2 separate regions of the Sus scrofa genome follow, and region 2 is linked to region 1. A link is a contact called in public promoter capture Hi-C data. All regions are on one chromosome and are shown on one strand. The core of a region is the stretch at or near the end of the contact, and the rest is flanking DNA. Distances in the headings are between cores, read along the strand shown. Region 1 holds the start of PSMG1 (proteasome assembly chaperone 1). Region 2 holds the start of LCA5L (lebercilin-like protein).

Region 1 (4,611 bases), core at 1,727-4,226:
GTCAGTAGCAAAAACTTCAGGACTGAAAACATTTCAAAATCTCGGCCCCATGCTAATTTTTAGGGTTCCGCATTAGAGTATAAAAATTCAGACCACCACAGCTATCTATGGCTGTCATTACTGAAAAAGGTGGGGGGGGGGGGAGAATGAGGCACACGTCAAAAGGAAGTGCCACTGAGCCTGTTTGACTTCCGAGTGAAGCAAATACTTTAACAAGACGCAGTCCCCATAACCTGCAACCCCAAAGTCAAAAACTAGAAGGCCCGGGGATTCCAGGCCGGGGATACGGATGAATGAGGTCTGACGTAGTGTGTCGGTGATAGACAATTAGAGGAAATCCATTACTGTCTTATTTTGTTGATAATATTGGAATTCAGACTGAATGATGACCACCTGACTGGCTAATTCAGGGAATATATATTTTTCTATGAAAGCTATGAATGTGACTATCACAACCTTTTCTCATTTTTACCTTCACGTAGCAGCATTTACAGAGATGCCAAAATGTGCCTCATTATGAGGCAGGTATACGTTTTCATCAGTCAGAAAACACAAAGTCTAGACTAAGATCAAAACGGTCGTATTTTTAGATGATACAGTCACACCCTCTTAAGTTTCTCGACAGCACCTTAAAAGAGCTTTATGAATACTTTTGAGCAAATTAATCACAGTCTCATCACAACAATGGCAGCGTGTCTGGACTCTCTCACTGTGGCCTTCACGAGCTTTAGGAAATCTGGTCTTGCTACTATAAAGAACTTCTTCGCAACGAGGTTTAATTTGTTGTTAATAGGTATTTGTTGAAATTAAAGTCACCACACTTAAGTGAACGCACTGTCAAATATTTTTAATTCAGTAACATGCTATTGGAAAAAATGATTGTTAGAAACAAGTTGTTTTTCCATTTAAAAATATCTGTGAATATTAATATATGATTTGCATGTGTAAATCTGAAAAATTAAAATATAGAAACTTAAGGTTTCTATTCCTTTTTCATTAAAAGACTAATGTAATGCATATTTTTTGGTTATACAGATCAAACAAGTGTCTTGATTACTTGAGAAATTTGTTTGTGGTTGCATGTCTGCTTAAAAAAAGGCTTTTTGTTGTCATTTTCTTTTTCTTAGCCTAAGCCAGAATATTTCTAACCTGCGGAGTCTGTGTTCTTTGCTCTGTTTATAGTATATTTTCATCTGAAATACAGATACCAGTAACTTGTTACTAGTACAGGTGAGAAAGGGAAGAATTCCTAATAAACTGCTAATATTCTTAGGTGCATGGGGTTTGATTTTTGATCTTTAATGAAATGTTTAAACTTATTTCCAGTCCCATATTTACACTTAATTTCATAGAAATTTCTTACTGGGTATGTTATGTCCTCAACAAATGCCATAAAATGAAAATGTTAAAATCTCAGTTAAGACTATTTTATGCAAAATTTTTTGACAGTTTCAGTGACATGAAGAATTCATTTCAAAATTGTAACTCTGCTTTCCCAGTGGTTGGGTATTTAATTTGAACATAGACTTGCCCTATTTAAAGTGCTTGGCCTAAATTGACTGTAACTGCATGAAATAAGCATTTGTTTAAAATTTAACATCCTTGCAAAACTCTCTGAAATGTATGCAGAATTTTAATCATGGTTAAATGTGCTGTCATTATTCTAGTTATCATTTTTGTCAGCTTTCCAGAAATGATTACTTCGTAATGTAACGAAATCCAGTTGAGGCTAAAAAGGAAGTTATTTTATTCCACAAAAGGACTAAGACAAAGTAATACCCAAACTTTTATTCTGCAATTCATTCTATAAAGTCAAATAACCCAGGAGTGTTAATGCAGTTTTAAAATATTGCACAGATAATCTTGCATATTCTAGCTCACTGACTATACCCAAAATTTCCTATTCCTACTAGATAGCAGTTTGGTCTTACTATTTATACTTAGGTGTTCAAATCTTGCCTCACAACTGAAAATACTATTTTGCAGTAAGGTGTAAATCGCTAACCACTGGCTTTATGTAAATGCTTTTGTTGATCATTGTTTCTCCACATCTTAAAAAGAGATGTTTCTAAGCAACATACTTCTGATATTTTTTCATCTCGAGGCTGCCCTCACCCCAAATTAGTACTTAACTTTGTGACTCTTTACTGGCAAGTTTCCAGAATGTAAGCAATGCCCTCTAGTTTCAGCACTAGATAAATGGTGTTTTTTTTTGTTGTTGTTGCAATATTGTATTTTTTCATTTTCATTTAAACTGTGGTACAGTGTCCCTTTTTTTCTTCTGCTTGGACTAGTGCTCCGTGAACTGTTTTCCAGCAAAATTGAGAGAAGAGAACCAGTTCAAAAATAATTACATATCTTGCTTATTAATGAAAGGCTATTTAAAGCGAAAACAAATTTTGTATGAAATAGCCAAGTTTTAGAAATGAAGCAACTATTTTTGCATTCTCATGAAATCTTTTAGATTAGCTCGACAATCATCGGCTTTTGAAATGTGAATTCCTACTGCCAGAGTAAAGGCTCATTTTTACAACACTACGAAGCACTGTATTTCTTCCTGCCCTTCCACCCATCCTCTGTCCGCTGTCCCAAGGAGGCGCCAGGCCAGGGGCCGGCACCTACCTGGGGACAGTCAAGGTTTGAAGCCGGGCGCTTAATAAACCACAGCGCATCCCGTCACTCCTAAGCGAGAAGAAACCGCAGAGCTGCGCAAGGAAAGGCGGTCCGGCTGGCCCGGGTCCCCGGCGCGCTGCCGACTAGGGCGGGGGCGGCCGAGCCCCTCCTCTTCCGCGTGGGTTACCTGCAGGGACAGCGGCCCCGCCCCCCGGCTCGCCTGGCCTTTCTAGCCCGCAGTCGTCCGGTCTCTTGGTGGCTCCGGTTTCCGGGGGCGCGAGCCCCAGGTGGGCCAGGGGGCGTGCCCGCAGCCAGGGGCGGGGCGTGGGCGTGGCCCGCGCAGCGCGCATGCGCGGGGCGCATGCGCTGCCTTGTGGCGCCGCAAGCCGGCCGGGAGGGAGATCATGGCGGCCACGTTCTTCGGCGAGGTGGTGAAGGCGCCTTGCCGAGCCGGGACGGAGGATGAGGAGGAGGAAGAAGAGGGGAGGAGGGAGACGCCCGAGGACAGGGAGGTCCGGCGACAGCTGGCACGAAAGAGGTGAGGTGCTGGGCGCGCCGTCGCAGACGCGGGCCGGGCGGGCGCAGGAGCCGGGGCGGCGCGCAGGCCGCAGGTTGCGGCGGGTCCCGGCGGGTCCGGCCGCGCCAGCTGCGGGTGGGCCTGCGGCGGGCTCTCGCGTTCTTTAAAGGCCTCCTTTAGCAGTGATGCGGCGCGTTTCCTGCGGGCTTGTTAGGTTTTCCAGGGTTGCAGGGCAGTCTTCGTGCCCCAGGAGTGTCGTGTGTTTAGTCCACGGACCTAAGACAACTCTTATTAAAAAATTTATCATCTGCTCCACTCCAGTTAGGTAGCAGGATGTGTCAGTACCAGATGGCTCTGTCTTTTTAAAGAAAGTATTATTTCCAAATACACAGTCATTGGAGAGAATAGTAAAACGCTATTTTACGCCCATCCAATCCCATAAGATTGTGCCACAGTTACTTTCTGTCTCACTAGCCCCAGGTGAGTCCCAGTCACCATGGCCTTTCACCTCTGCATTTTACAGAATGCTTCTCCAACGAGCTAGACATCGTACAGATGCTGTCATCATCCGTAATACTTAACAATACTTTTGATTACTATTTAGTAGCCAGTCCACGATCAGGTTTATCCAGTTGTCTTAGATGTGACATTTTACAGTGTTTCTGTAAATCAGAACCCTGACGCAGCCCACACCTTACATTTGGACGTGTTGTCTCTTGAATTTCCTTTCATGTTAGAGCACCTGCCTTCCTTTTTCACGGTTGCTGAGAGGCTGGTTGTCCTCTAGGATGTCTCACGCTCTAGGTTTGTCTCATTGCTTCTTCTTGGTGTCCTTTGTGCAGATGGGTGTATACCCGCTTTGCCTGTTAAGGAAAGTTCTTTCTAGAGGCTTGGTCAATGCTTTGCTGGCGCGAATGCCTCGGAAGTGGTTTTTGCGGTGTCTTACTTCACGCTGTACCCAGTTATCCCACTTTTAGGGATGCTGAGATGGGTTGATCAGCGGGTCACCTGGACAGCCTGATCTGTCTCATACAGTTAGTTCTCTGTGAATGGTTTTACCTATTAATTATTGTTGCACGAATCCACTGTTTCCTTAGGATTGTAATTATTTTCTTTATAAAGTTAAAGTTTGCATTTTTCTTAACACAAAATCATATTTGTTCCCTTTATGTCACACTCTGATACTGAGTATATTTAAATGGCTTTAGTTGTCTCTCTTGTTCCTTGTGTTAGGGAGGTTCGGCTCCTTCGAAGACAGACAAAAACATCTTTGGACGTTTCTCTGCTAGAAAAATATCCTTGCTCCAAGTTCATAATCGCTATAGGAAATAATGCAGTAGGTAAGTGGAGATGCTACATTGTTTTGTTGAAAGAGCAAAGTCTGACATTATGTCTCTCCAGCATAAAAAGTTTCAGATGTCTGTTACTTTTCTCAAAAAAGTCATAGCAGAGGAAACTTGTATCTGAGTGAAATCTATCCT
Region 2 (4,020 bases), core at 1,390-3,889, 270 kb before region 1:
GACCTTCAAGAGATCACTATACAGTTGCCATCAGCTCTGCTCACCAGGGACAACCAGGCTCTTTCCTCTGTTTTCCTCTTATCCCGTCTGGAAACCGCGTGAACTTTGCGGGGGGAGGTGGCATTCAGGAGCTGCCCTTAGGACTGTTCCCTGGGCCACCCACCCGCCTGGAATCATCCCGAGCTGAGTGACCACTGAAGCCCAGGCTGCAACCTGAGAAGGTCCAGGGACCAGATATAAAAGGAAACAGCCCCGCTGCAGGTCTCCCGCTTTCAGGACTAATAAAACTGTTTTCTCTCCACAGCCTCTGAGATGCTAAAATGCTGGCTGAAATCTCAGTCCCAGGCAGACTCTGCAGGTTCAAGCCTAAAATCAAAGCCTGAACTATTTCCAAGGAGAAAAGCCCTTCCTTTACGCGAAATCTGACCAAGCGATGTTATGGGGGGGTCGACTTTTCACGCCTATTTTTGGTCCGTTTGAATTCCTGGCATATCTAAATCTGGGGCCTTAGAAATGTTTGTTCTGGTCACTGCGGTATCATTTTCCTCAAATAATAGCATTACACACGCTAACTTTACACTTTTTGTTACAGTTACATGATATACACAAGTCATTGCACCCAGGAGTCATTTTAATAATCTGGTCCATCATACGCTCCAAATATTTTTACATTATGTGCAATTTTAAATAAATCTGACAGAAGGAACGGCAGAAACACTCCACACACCAAAAAAGTCCCTCTGATTCGATCATAGATACATATGCGATACAACAGGACTGAAATCACATGTTCAAAGTTCTAGCAGCAACACGCCCCCTTCCTGGACTCCCCTTCCACACCCAGCTACCCCGGATCACACATTTCACACGCTAAACACCATTCGAACCAAGGCCGAAAGCAAAGGGCTCACAGACTGACTGCCGAGCCGCGTTTACTTACGCCTGAAAAAAGAAATTTAAGGCCAGCGCTGGGTCATACCGGCTCCTTCTATTCCAAGTCTAAGATACTCAGAAAGTAGGACAGGAAGACAAGCCCCCCCATTCCATCAGACACCTACCGCTATGGACCCAGAAGATGTGGCAACAAACACTTTGATAACCATTTTGAGAGTCTGGAAAGAGGGCTCCCCCCAACACACCCCTGCTAGGGGACGCGGCGCTAGACAAATCCTGACAGTGACACAGACAAATGCCAGGTGGGGGCTGGCGGGGGCCCAGGGCTGTCTGAGCTCCTGCCTCTCCCAGGAGAGGCCCAGGCATCTCGGGCTCTCCCCTCCATTGGCTCGGGAATATTTGGGGATCTGTCAGGAAAATAGTTGATTGGTTGGTAAAAGCAGCCACTGGACGCTTTCCCTTATCACTTTAACAGCCCGACAACAGTCCCTAAAAGGCAAGGCTGCGCTCTGCACCAATCAGAGACCGGCGGGGAGGTGTCTCGGACCGGAGGGAGGTGGGGCCCGGGTACCGGAGGAGGAGGAGGAGGGAGGAGGAGGGAAGGGCTCTCGGGAGCCGGAAAAGCCCAGAAAACACCGGCTCGGTCCCGGAGGAGGCTTTGTTTACAGGGCTTCTGCCAAACGAACCGGAAGGGTCAGAACAGGCACCGAAGCCTTTAAACAAATACAGAGCGCGTTCCTTCCTTTTAATTTTTCTGACACATCTGTTTACAAATCAAATGAATCGTCATACAATAGATTCCGTTAAGAGTGGCCTGTGGCCAGTTTTCTCCCTTTGCCACCTGTTCCTTTTAAAGAACCGGAGCTGACAAGCCGAGGGACCGTGTAAGGTTTCACTGACATCCCAGACCCGGCAGGGAGGTGGCGGCTGGCTTGTCAGCACCCATGACTTCAACAAACAAATTGTCTCCGCTGTTTCAGAGACCTTGGGGCGGGGTGTGGGGGGGGAGATTAATGGTCTGTTGGTAGCAGGCTCCCTCATCTTATTTGTATAGATGTTTGAATTGTGTTCAAAGTTAGATTTTGCTGTTGTTGTTAAAAATCTAGTAAGACGCCCAAAAGCTAGCCACCCAACTCTTCGATGGGTTCCAAAACCAAGATCAAGGGTGTTAGGGGCAAACGAAGGGAGGATATTTAGTCCTCTTTAGAGAAATGAGTCTCTTTTTTAAGTCCCTTGCTGCTCAAGGAGGAGGTGGCTATGGCAACCTGGAAGAACGCATTCTAACTAGGAGTGACCCCTAAAATTAATCTACAAGGACATTCAACAGGGCGTTGATACAATGGGAGGAGGAGGAAGAGGAGAAGAGAAATAGTGCTAAGCTTCGTTAATGATGCCAATGTATCACTAAAAATTCTTACGCAATCACTTTTTAGCACTTGTAATTCCATGATCTTGGTGATTTTTACATCTTCTTGTACTTTCCTGTACATTGTCAATTTTCTACACCAAGCATGCATTGCTTCATTGTCATGGTTTTCTCCTTTCACCCAAGAAATCTATCTTTACACAGAGAGGTTAACAGGAGCGCTCAGCTCTCCATCCACGCCCCTCCCAAGCTAGGAACCAGACACGCGCAACGGACTCGGATTCAAAACACCCGGTGCAAGGGCGAGGGCTAACCGGCGCGCGAAAGAACCGCGGGATCTCCGAGCCTACGGGGACGTCGCGGGGCCGGCTCTCTCACCCCGGCGCGGCCAGGGCGCCACCGAGGTCCCGGGCCCTGAGGAGGTGCAACCTGAGGCTCCTTTGCAAACGCCTACGCCGCCAGCTCACTTCTCTCTCAAGGAGGAATCACGTGGAGCAGGACTCTCCCCCGCCCTAGACCGCCGGAGCCACGCACCACCAGACGGGGTCCCAGTGCGCGTGCGCGCAGACTCGCGGCTCCGCCCCTCCCGGCAGGTCCCAGAAGGCCCAGCGTGCCAGTTTCCAGGGCAACGCGTCAGCGCCGGGAGGCCGCTGGGTTAGCGCTGCAGCCGGAGCCGCGCGCAACAGGTAACCGCCGCCGCGCCCTGCAGCCCGAGGCCTCCGCCCAGCCCCAGCCGAGCCTCCTGCTAAACTTTCCGAACCTTAACTTACAGTGTCGCCTGGTCACTCAGCTGTAGCCCCTGCCCAGCTCGGGCCTCGCTGCCTGGCTGTACTCGAGTTGGTAATGTAGCCAGGTCGTCAGGCCGCTTCCTCCTGCAAAGTGCAGCCTGAAGAGCCACTGTCGGCGTCCTTCTTCCCTGCTCGGCCAGTGACCGAGCCCACGCAGCACACAAGCCCACGCTGGCCCCGGGACCCCGACCCGCCCGCACGCGGTCTGGCTGCTGGAGGAACTGGGGCAGGGCCCGGCTGGGAGCCGGCGCGGGTGCGGCCAGGGGAGCGGCCAGGCTCCAGTCACCCCACCCGACCCTGTACCCCGGTCACGCTGGGGTCGATGTCACCCGCCCACCCGACTCTCAGGCTTTCGCCGTCATGTATCTCTTATATATGAATCTGATAACTTCACTTTTGCTCCTACCAGCTTTCTTTTGCCGTGTTTTCTTTTTTTCTTCTCCCCTTAGCGCTGACACGCCCCAATCACCAAACCGGAGGAAATCTGAATCCTTTGTTTGTTCTGTGTTTGTCCCTCACCTACTCACCTCGACCTTGGAACTATGTCCACGGTTTCCCCGGGGTGCTTTAACATTTCCTTGCCACAGGTGTGCCATCCGGTGACTTTTTGCAGACTAGTTTTTCACTGCCAAACACGACCTTGAACCTTTTTCTTTTCTAATCTGTTCTCCCTTTCTAGTTAAATTTGTCGAGTCTCGTGGGCTCAAAGCGCAGTGAACCTCTCTTGTCTGTCTCCATCCCTGACCCTCCTCTGACCGTGAGACCAGTGTCTGCCTGCCCATATCTCTACTTAGATGTCTAAGGCATCTCCAGCACAGCAAGTCCAGAACGTTGCCTTACACCTGTTCCTCCCTTGCTGTTACCCACCCCAGTAACTGGAAACCATTCTCCTAGCCGTCTGGCCCTTGGTGTCTTTCTTGACTCCCATTCTGTCCCTTCTCGTGTCAGTCTGTCAAGACATCCTTCACAAAG

The links. Promoter capture Hi-C pulls out the DNA fragments that hold promoters and counts their contacts.
Region 2: a promoter capture Hi-C map of fetal liver shows a contact between it and region 1, with 2.5 times the contacts expected there. The contact joins the promoter of LCA5L here to the promoter of PSMG1 in region 1. A contact is called at or near these places in 1 of 5 promoter capture datasets (fetal liver) and 1 of 47 Hi-C or Micro-C datasets (embryonic fibroblasts).

The regions. Positions count from the first base shown.
Region 1 is chr13:202,773,964-202,778,574 of Sscrofa11.1, reverse strand. It overlaps PSMG1 (proteasome assembly chaperone 1), which reads left to right and starts at 2,976. Exons shown (of 7, transcript NM_001244457.1): 1 at 2,976-3,151; 2 at 4,364-4,470. The coding sequence starts at 3,018. BRWD1 (bromodomain and WD repeat-containing protein 1) reads left to right here. Exons shown (of 42, transcript XM_021070988.1): 42 at 1-2,535.
Region 2 is chr13:203,043,818-203,047,837 of Sscrofa11.1, reverse strand. It overlaps LCA5L (lebercilin-like protein), which reads left to right and starts at 2,639. Exons shown (of 9, transcript XM_005670355.3): 1 at 2,639-2,946. SH3BGR (SH3 domain binding glutamate rich protein) reads right to left here and starts at 1,263. Exons shown (of 8, transcript NM_001244236.1): 1 at 1,059-1,263. The coding sequence starts at 1,103.